Linked DNA regions of Drosophila melanogaster: region 2 is linked to region 1. The links are chromatin contacts, called in public ChIA-PET maps. All regions are on one chromosome and are shown on one strand. The core of a region is the stretch at or near the end of the contact, and the rest is flanking DNA. Distances in the headings are between cores, read along the strand shown. Region 1 holds the start of AdamTS-A (ADAM metallopeptidase with thrombospondin type 1 motif A). Region 2 has its middle 14 kb from the start of pxb.

What was found. ChIA-PET counts read pairs in DNA pulled down with a chosen protein or histone mark.
Region 2: an RNA polymerase II ChIA-PET map of the Kc167 cell line shows a contact between it and region 1, with 8 times the contacts expected there. The contact joins the enhancer-like site here to the promoter of AdamTS-A in region 1. A contact is called at or near these places in 4 of 107 Hi-C or Micro-C datasets (the D17-c3 cell line, the Kc167 cell line and the S2 cell line) and 2 of 6 datasets of contacts at active chromatin or transcription factors (both in the Kc167 cell line).

The regions. Positions count from the first base shown.
Region 1 is chr3R:15,473,879-15,479,093 of dm6, forward strand. AdamTS-A (ADAM metallopeptidase with thrombospondin type 1 motif A) reads right to left here and starts at 2,315. Exons shown (of 17, transcript NM_206496.2): 1 at 1,009-2,315. The coding sequence starts at 1,410.
Region 2 is chr3R:15,649,611-15,655,215 of dm6, forward strand. No RefSeq gene overlaps it. Among named protein-coding and RNA genes, the nearest start is that of pxb, 14 kb to the right of the region's middle. Within about 2 kb of position 2,156, at least 24 of the 39 cell types and tissues checked have an H3K27ac peak or open chromatin away from gene starts, as enhancers often do. A contact at or near this core is called in the D17-c3 cell line, the Kc167 cell line and the S2 cell line, where this site is marked.

The sequences.
Region 1 (5,215 bases), core at 1,065-3,564:
CGTCGTCTGCCTCGCACTAATGGGCAAAAAAAAGTTCGTACCCAATCCTGTCTGGAATATGGAATATCAGTGACATCCAGACAGGGGCGTCTTTGTTCTTTATCTCTATTAGATATCTTTTATGTTCTTATCTCCTGTGGGACATGTGCTCCCGATGCTGCAGAATCTTTCGCTTTCCCGAAAATTGTTGCTGCAGAGCTAGAGCAAGATAGTGGCAACCTGGCGGAAACACACGTCCGACATACATCAGCAGACCCTGTGTGACGCAAATGGATGGATTATGAGTCAGCTAAAGAAGTGGGAGCTGCAAACCCAAACCAAAAGGAATAGTTTGATGACCAGATTGCTTGATATATGAATGCACTTCGTGGAGGCGCTCTGGCGCATTTGGATCGAAGTGCTTCGAACACGTTGCCATCTTCAGTCTGTTTGAAGCTGTCGAACGGTGAGGTTGCCGAGAATCCTATCGTGGATCCAACTTGGGATCCAGATTCACATTTCCGCTGCCGCGTGCGCGGTGCTTCGTGGCCAGTGAGGCGTGTGAATTCAAATGCGGTGGTCAACGCTTTGGTTGTCGCTTTCTTTGTGTCGCCAGTGGTATTTAATCAAAATCGAATAGAGAGCCAGAGTGGCGGCAAAAGCAACAAAACAAAAAAAAAAATGAAATGAAATGAAATGAAACGAAATAAAACAATGCGGCATACAAAACGAGACGAGCACACCAAAATATCGGCAAATCAACCGAAATTATAAAAGAAAGGAAAGAACTCGACACATTGATGTGGAATCAATGCAATAAATTAACTTAAATTTGGTTTTCGCTTGGCCAGCCGATTTCGATAAAGTAGAAAAAAAAGAGAGAGAGAGACAGAGACGAATACAAACACAAATAAATGAAAAATCGTTAAAATCCCGGTCTGCGAATTCGATCAGCCCACGAAATTCGATGCGGCGGACTAGGCCTCCAAAAATATTTATACTTATGTAGAGCTCGGATTTAGGACCTACCTGTCTGCCCAGCAGCGGACCCTTGCTGATGAAGTCCTTCTTGGCCGAGTAGAGCTCCGGCGGTGGTCCTTTCAGCGAATACCGCAGGCCGGACTCCCCAAGGTCGTCCGTCGTCCCACGCAGACAGCGCTCAAGGGCACGCTCATCCTCGTCGTCATCGGAGGCGGTGGCTGAGCAGGCGGATGATACGCAAGAGGAGGAGCACGCGAAGGAGGTACGATCCCGAGCACCGGGAGATTCGCAGACAGTGGTACTATTCGTGCCAGTGCTGTGACCAGAAGTTGTGGACCGCAGTGTGGTGCTGGGATACGCGAAGGCGGGCAGGTCCGACAGCAGGCGATGGCACTCGACCTCCTGGCCGCCGGCGGGCGATTTAAGTGAACCGGCATCCGGCATGGACATGGCGATGACCAGATAAGATAGCGATCTCCAATCTCAGAAATCCGAAATCCCAAATGGCACGTGCAAAAATGCGCGCGAAAGAGCAACAAAATCCACAGTATGCGTATATACGGCTATACGTATATCTTGTAGATATATGTATCTTTACACTTATGTTGGCTCTATGGCTCTTTGGCTCTTTGGCTTTTTGCTTATTTTGTTAATTGAAATGCGACAGTCTCGTTCCGTTGCCGTGGGCACCGCACCCGCCAAAAAATGCGAAAATACGAACGAACAGAAAGGCAAAGACTACGGCTCGTGGGTATTAAAACGACTCACACTTATGGCTGCGATTAGCTAGATAAACTACTTAGTACTGGAGCCATTGTACGATCTCATGATGAATCTTTTTGCCGAATCACAGAATTTATTCGCAGTTGCGGTTGGGTTTTGGCCAATGTTAAGCTTGAACTTCACACATCGCGCCGAATGCATTCACTTTCGAGCTGCACCATTAACTTGGCCACCGTTGGCATTCTGAGTTGCTGGCTTTCTTTTCGCTTTCGGCCAGCGGCTATTTTTGCAAACTTTTCGGTGGCGAAGGTTGTCCCACAACTGAGCACCATGTCAGAGTTCACAAGAACACGCCGATCGTTTGGCATCGGCATCGCTATCGCCATCTGGCCGACATGGCTGGTCAGGATACGGAATACACTGGCGCACTGGGATGAATACGTATTCAAATTCGAATTAGAAATCGCAACTGGATTAATATTACAAATGGAACTTTAGCAATTGTCTGATACTACCGCGCGCGCGCAAATAAATGAAACGGACGAGAACGAGCCGATGGACCAGACCAATGCTGCGAACCAGAGAATTTGTATCTGTATCTGGCGATGTTTCGTTTCGGCTCGCTTGAGTTCCCGCTGCGGACTGAACACTGCTCGCCGAACAGCAGTTGGTAGCGGACGTTCCGCCGTACCGCCAAGCAATCTGAGATCGCGAACATATATCGCTCCGAAAGCTAAAAGCGGTTCTCTCGCAGCTATATGCTGTACAACATACATACATACATATGTACATATGTATGTACATACTCGTATGTAGGCACGAGTATAGGGATATGGGTTTGCTGAATGGGCTTAGGATTTCGATTCCGAAGGAGTGTTTTAGAGAGATTAGAAATACGTCAGAATCATATCAGTACGCAGAACAGCCGGCTTCTCTGCGCAGAGAGCGCTGTGGCGAAAAGAGAGCCGAGCGCGGCTTAAAAGAGCACTCGAACGCTCTCTTAAGTGCGCCTCTGCTTACTCAATATTTTTGCACATGTGAGGATTAAGTGTGTGGACATAATTATCATCGGATAAGATAAGGTGTGTTAGCATAGTAACAATCTTTGCATCTAGAGTATCTGCCTTTTCGGATGAAATAATATAAATATTAAAAAAAAAAAAAATAGGCTTATGCTGCATGCTTTATTCAGTAATAGTTTTTAAAAGTAATCAAAATTTGTAAACATGTTCACACTTGTGTGATACCAACCAATTTGAGTAAGTATGTACTTGAGTAAATAATAAAACTCTTTTTACTTATGACTTATTTTACTAGCCTATGCATTACTAATCGCACCGAGCAGTACTAAAAACTTTGAATACGAATTCTTTTGAAATAGAGGATAAGACCCTGGGCATTACCAGTGGTGCACTTCCGGAAGAAGTCATTTCGGAAGAAAAAAAGGAAGTTGATGATCACAGAGAATGGTACAATGATGACTAGCTCATCAGTATCAAAAAAAATTCTTTTTTTGACGTAAATAAACTGACACGACAGCCTTTACTCAGAAATGCGACAAATATAAAGATATATCTAAATAATCTACACAAGCTGAACAAACATATCGTAATAGTTTAGATAGGCAAGTGTAACTGATTTGTCTCAAATTGGTATCATTATAAACAATACTTTATACTTTATACTTTATATTGTCTCATTTGGGCATAGAGTGTGCGACATCTGCCGGATCCCAGCCCATCCAATGTGGGTCAAGATCAATCTACTGATCGCGTCAGTGAATAAAAATAGTAGCCATTCGCTCCATTATTTGAACGCCGAGAACTCTTCCACATAAATGTCTTCTGTGCCAAATTACCATATGTAGCAATTGACCCTATTGTATACTAAATATTTTCTTTAATCAAACGCAGCAATAAGAATTAATCAATTAAAAGACCAGAGCTCGTTTGCCAAATTAAAGTATAGTTGGAAATTAAAAATCCATTTCGCCGCCGTGGAGGTCGGCGAAAATTTAAAAATATTCCAAAATACGATGATGCATATTCATATACTACGGATGTTGCGAGAATGGTGGACTAATGAAAAACATCTCAAAAGATTCCAGGAAGAGCGTTCTCCATGCAACCATGCAATCGGCAACAAAACGCTTGTTTTGTAATCAACAACAAACAGCCGGCATCCAAATGATGCCAACATAAAACAGCAGCCATAACAGAACATCTTACAAAATAGCCCTAAAAGTCTGGAGGGGGCAAGTGAGTTCCCCAAGAAGGCTGTTTGTATTACACCGAACTAATCATCATGCCCTGTAAGCAATGTTTACACAGCCACTAAACAAAATAAACGACTCCTAGCTGGAGTCTCTCCCCAAGTCACTAATAAATTGCTCAGTCTAGCAAATCGCATACTGATCTGTAGGAAAGCATACGTTCTAAATTAGGAAATATTGCTCAAAGAGGCGCCGCTGGTTTTCAGATGCTAATGATCGAGCCACTGGAGACCGCTGACCACAATGTATCTATCTGTCTATCCATTTTTGTATCTATGCTATCTGCTCCGATCGCATTGTATCATCCTAATAATTAACGCATTTAGATCATAAGGCGGGCAGATAGCCATAAACTTTTGTTTAGCTGTTGATGCTTATATGGCAACAGCATAGATGGACTGGCCCCAACTTGGATTTGGATAGAGAATCACTTTCAGGTGGATACCCAATCCAGACCCCTTGTCCTGGCATTTGTGCAACTTCGATCTGCACGCTGGCGGCCTTCGTGTGGATCGAAGATCAATAAGCGAGAGGCTGTGAAGAGCCCTAGACTACGGATCACTATCGAATTCGAAGTCTTCAGATGTTCGATGTCAGACTGACTGTCTGTTTATCCGTCCGTGCGTCCAACACGCGCAGGCCTCTTAGTCAATTGCGTCTGTCCGTATGTCTGTCCGTATGTATGTATAATAATGGGTGAGCATGTCTAATGCGTGAGCTGGTTCGGCATTTCTATATGTTTATGCTCTGCTCTGATAGTTCCATTCAGTCGCTTTTTTTTTGCGCTCACCCACACACTTGATTGATAAATATTGATCCTGATTGAATGATCGAAAGCTTGCGAAAACCCGAAACAGCCATTCCAGCGATCCGTTCGGACCCGAGATCCAATCCAATCGGCAGGCCTGCGGAATTATTGAGAGCTCAGGTTTTGAAGTTCCTCTGACAGCTGCTCAATCAAATCGAATCAAATATTTGGGCTAACTAAACAAAAACCTTTCTTAAAGAGCCCCCAATTCCATGCCCACATCGATGATGTCTAAATTCTGGAAATTCGCAAAAATCAAACTCAATTACTGCCGCTGTCAATCAGCGGCAGGAATCGAATTGTGAATCGCCGGCATCCAAATCGGAATAGGAATAGAGAGGCATGCGTAAGAGGCATTTGTTGTACTCGTACTCCCATAGCTAGGTGGCGTATCTCAAAGATACATTTCACTTAACTGTATGGCATATATCATCCATTCAACTGCGGCACAG
Region 2 (5,605 bases), core at 906-3,405, 180 kb after region 1:
GGGAGACCCACCAAATGTTTAGTGAAAAATATTTCATTTCGTATTTTATTTCAACAACTGTTCTGCTCTCGAATCCTTTTGTTTGGCTCACATTTTCCACTTGGCCAGCGATCTTGAAAGGAAAATGTTCAAGTGCTTCAGCGTTCCTAGGGGGTTTTCTCATGCGCAGTACGGATTTTCCGGATTGATTTATCAATAGGCTTAATGTAATAATTTGTTTCTAATATGTGGTTTTTAACAGAAGGCAGGTAGTCGAAATCTGGGATTTTTCGAGTGCTTCTGGCCACCAGATGGAAGAGATCAATTCCGATGGTCTATCCAGCTCTCGGCTAAATTCTGCATGGATTAACTTTGGGCAGAAATATTGCTGACTAGATTTCCACTTTCCGGTGACCTGTTTGACTTTTCATGGCGCCTTCAATCCTGGTGGCAGCAATTAAACCCGTCACTGAGACACGTTTATGAGGAGCATTGAGCACCATTGTTTAGCTCTGGGGGCCACACACATGGAGCAACCCATTCAAGGTGTCCAGGAGTGGCGTCATCCATTGACACACACGTACGGATTCAGGAAACCCAAGTTCAGCCTCAAATGGGGAAACGCTCCCATCAAAAGTTACGATGGGGGGAAAGCGTTCAAATCCCAAGTTGCAGTTCCCCCCTTCAAGTACTCCTTCCCTATTACTCACTGCCCCTCTCACTCACTCATTCATTCATTCATTGCTATTCATTTAGGTTCTATGCAGGGTACTTTCAGAAATAGGGGTATACTGTACGCAAATATTATACAAGCAGTAAATGTTGATTGTTGTAAAATTATTTTAAATTTTTACTTTCACCACCATGTTGTGTGAACAAATTTATCAATTAAATTAGAAGAAAACAAGTAATATTTGTATTATCATTCGCAAACATCTCTATATGTAGAGTAAAATAAATGTTCCCTAAAATAATTTCTTAGAGTAACTAATGGATAAAGGGTATCTGGTAGCCAAAATCCCCAACCATTTCTTTCTCACTTGTTGTTACTGTTTTCATTTCGCTTTCAAAATGTGCCTTCTTATTCCCCTTGGAGCGGCAAAAACTCGACGCACTTTTCCAGTGCGTTTTGACAAACGACTGACATTCATCAGTGTCAGCCCAGTGCCGACACCCCCCATCCGTCCCCCCGAGTCACTGCATGGTCATACCCCCAAATCCCCTCATCCACCACTGGATTGCGGAGCCCCAACAAATCAAAGGCGCATTCCAGCCGCACTCCTCTCGTTTTTGTGCGAGTGTCTGTCAGAGCATCTGGAGCGCATTAATCGACACATTTTGTATGAGTTGATCAGGCGGCACACAAGGGCAGGGGGTTGGAGCTCGAAGAGACACTAAAAAAACCAACGCACATCCTGTACAAACGCTTTGAAGCCGCCCCCCAAAAAACGGGAAAAAAGGGAACCGAAACAAAAAATTATAAAACACTGCCGCATGAGCCGCACAAGCAACTTTTATTATAAACAAACGGGGGCAGCACCAACCACCCCCCGCCCATAGGAGGCACACCGCCGCACCATCTCCCCCTCACCCTGGCAAACGCGACTTGGAGCGGCAGTAAATTTTTGCATGACAAATTGCCGATAAGATCAGCGGCAAGCAGCCAGCGACAACGGCATCACTTCTACTAGCATCCAAAAAAGAGCAAGAAATAACTTAACTTAGTTTCGGAAATTCTCATATGTATACTCTTTCCAAGGACAAATAATTTAAAATTATATTCAAAATGTGGCACTATTATTTGGGGACCCAATTTAAACGATTCATGAATAGCTTATCAAAGTATTCATTTTCCTGAAACTTGAGTGAGTTATAATCTCTTTATAATAATTCTACAATCTTATATATTATACCTTATAATATTTTCTAATCGGCATCGTGGAATTGCTTTTTCAGAAAAAAAATACCTAAAAATTAGGTTTTTATATTTTTTTTGTTAGTTTTGCGTATGATTGTTACTCCTTAATTTTAAAGGGTAATGCCAAATTGAAGGGCCAGAAAACTCTCAGCGAGTGTGACGAACGATGAGTGCAAGGTTCTGTTGCCTTCACTTCTTGGGCAATCCATCTATCTCTTTTAGCTCACTGTGTCTTTCTCTTTCTGCGAGTGCTTTGTCGTGACGTCGTGTGCTGTGTGGGGGCTTTTGATGCCGGTGTTTCTGCTGCGTGGAGCGGTTGTTGTTGCACAACGCAAACAATTTCGCTGCAGCTCGTTGAAGTACAGTGGTTGCAGGTGCAATGAAAACATGCATTCATTGCAAAGTTAATGAATTGAGTAGACTGCTATTTCATAAAGTAATCTGGAAGAGAAGGTTATGTGGCCTGTTACATCTCACTGAGCATATATTTTCTTACATTAACAATGCTGGTCATATGAAAGCGTTTTTCCGAATAGATTGATGCATCCTTTTTCAACGACTTTGAACCACTGTGCTGCAAGTACCGCCTATCAGAGGGGTACGTAACCGTTTTTGCCCCGGGCTGGCGATGCAAAAGAAGGGAGCTCGCCTCCGAAGACAAGACTCAAAGTGAACTCAAGCCAAGCGAGTCGCGATTCGCAATTCCTTTTAACGATCGCTCATTTAACGCGTTTTGCTGTGCATCGTGGTTTTGATGAAGACATTGGGCCCCTTCTCTACCGCGATTCCCCCTTTAACGAATGCAGGCAAATTGAGACATTAAAAAACGCCAGTTTCGCTCGTTTCTTCGGGCTTCGTGATGATCTTCGTGTGGCCAGGAAATTTCACGGTATCAAAAATGGGGGGGGGGGGAGGGAGAGGAATAATATGGGGGCAACCTGAGCGAACGGAAGAAGGAAAGCAGAAACGAAGGGAAATTTAATTAAGGGCGTTTGCATTTCATTTGTTTTCATCGATGCGAGATCCTTGCCGAGTGGATGCCACTTCCAGCTGCATCTTATCTGTGGACAGAGGCGGTTGCATCATCCAGGCCTTTGGACATCCTCAACCGCAGCATAATCATCATCAGTTGGTCATCAATATGCTATCAATGTTTACGCATACATTTAAAATACATATCAAGTTACGCCACCCTCTGATACACAGAGAGAAATGGTTATAAATGCGAAAATCTAACTAAGATACTAAAAGAAATTGTGTTGGGATATTAGCATCTTTACCGGTAATATTGTCCTAGTTTTATGGTTATGTTGATTAGTTTTCACTTTTGGTGGTATTAATATAATATTAATATTAATATTAATTATATTTTTTCCAGTGCATAAATATAACAAATTCCGCTTAGACAGCCGCCCGCAGATCTTGCCGTGGTCCTCTCTTTCACAGGGCTAGACATTAACAAATGATATTTGATTATGAGACAAATTGTATGAAGCGCCGACAGAGTATGGATCTACCCTCTCTTTCTCCGCACATATAGCCATCTCTCTCGCTTATCAGTAGCCTGGCTGCTCATCCTCGCACTCCCAGCCTCCTGGGGATCATCAGACACTAGATGTGTTTGCTTTTAATTAGGCAGCGTGAAGTGATAGAGGGGGATGGGATGGAAGGGGCCACGTTAACGAGAATTTATGGGAAATTATTTTTTGTTGTTAATTTTTAATATTTCCCTGATACTACCAGCCAGCGCTTTTCCAAAAGTCCCCCCCATCTTTTGTTTGTCGAACTTTTCGTTTTGTTTGTTATCGCATTAGGATGGCGACGGGGGCGTGATGCACTCGTATTGCTTTTCTTTGCAATTAAATCAATTAACGCTGGCCTGGGTCAAATGCTTGCAACTTGTTCTCGTTGTGGTTTCGAGTGGGTTTTGTTGCAATTGAATTGATATTAATGCTGGATTAATATCGCAATAAATCACGAATTAAGTGCACTGTACGAGCAGAAGCAATAAAACTGCATGATTTGAAAGCAAATCTTTTGAAATTTTTGGGCAGTTTTCATTTTGAATTTTATATTTCAAGCGATTTTAAGTCGGTGAAACGTATTGGGTTAAATTCCTGTGAAACGATCGATAAGTTAACCAAATTTTCCGAATTTCGTGTTACTCCTATAAATGTTTCACCATAAAATTGATTTTAGCTAACCTTCAAGTGATATACAGCCCAGTTTGCCCAGCATCAAACCCCAGAACTGTGTGACTAACGCGAATTTGGCTAACCGTAGAAGCATAAGGAGCAAGGCTACCTTGCCAGAAACTTGACCTTGGCACCTCTGGAGAGGTCGGTGGAAAACCGAAACCAAATCGGAAACCAACTACCCAGCTGACAGCTACGCCATATGATATCATACTGTTTTAACCGTCGATAATTTGTTTATGCTCGGTCATCCCGGGCATTAGATGAATTCCCGAATGCATCATGCTGAGAGTGAATCTCTTGAAGGTTGTAGTTTAACAGCCTTCCAAGGTCGTAAATGTGCAAGGGCAATACAAATTGGCAACTACTAACTGGGCTCATAGAAAACGGGGACAAGCTCATACTGTGGCTAGCTGCGATGGATTTACGATCTTTGCCACGTCATAAACCATTTGGGTTCTTTTGCGACGAGGCCAAGCAGCTACAATGACAAAGACCATAAAAATCAATTACGACACGTTTGTCCCTCAACTTTGACATGACCATAGAGACCATAGAGAGCTGTCTTCTCTGTTAGTTTCCCTTCCCTTCCCTTCGACTACGACTTCGACTTCGACTTCATCTTCATTTTCATCTCGGATGCTGACTTCGACTCTGACACTGAGGATTTTATGACAACTCATCATAGCGTGACATGCCTCGGAATACATAGCTTCAACTTCAGCTATTCCACAAAGTCCGTCTATAATTAGTCATTAAAGCGTGCATTGTGAGGAAGATCCCTTGCTTTCCGTTCTATCGGAGATCTTGGGTGATTAGATCGGATTGTAGACCCAGAATTCGGATTCTCGGCGCAGAGAACAAAAATATCAGTACACAGCATTGAGCATATGCAGTGCATAAAAGATACATTTGGGATTAAAGATAGATGTAGTTGGAGTTATAGGAAAAGTTATTATTACATTTATTGATTATTTTTCGATATGGATAATTTTTCAGTAACACTGAAAACTTATATTCGTTTTCTTATTATTAGGATAATGTGTATCATGTCATGTGATGCACAGTAAGGGCCCAGTTGGGGTTGAGGTTCCATTTGAGGTTCCTTTGCGTGCTGCAGATTGGCGTGGAAATTCTTCACGCTACCATTATCTCGGCATCGACAAGTTTACAGCTCAATTGGCGTTAGTTCGTTTCCCGGATAGTTTAGCCATGCTGGATTGGGTTATCAAACTCCGTTTGAGTTATGGTTGCCCATAGGATGTTGTTTCAAACATTTTTGTGCCCAATATCCTGGTGAGTGGGTCAGCGACTCTAATTTGCTGCTAATGACGTCGGTCGACCGTCGATAATTGAGTGTGAACATTTTCCCAGGTACCCGCTGGCGGTCAAGGACATTTAAAGTGTTTCCGATTTCCCGAAAATATCCCGCTGCTCGGCCAGCCTCAAAAACTCTCAGAAAAGTTGTTAGGAATCATACTCGGCCATTAATTCGTTGCGGTAACAAGGTCGA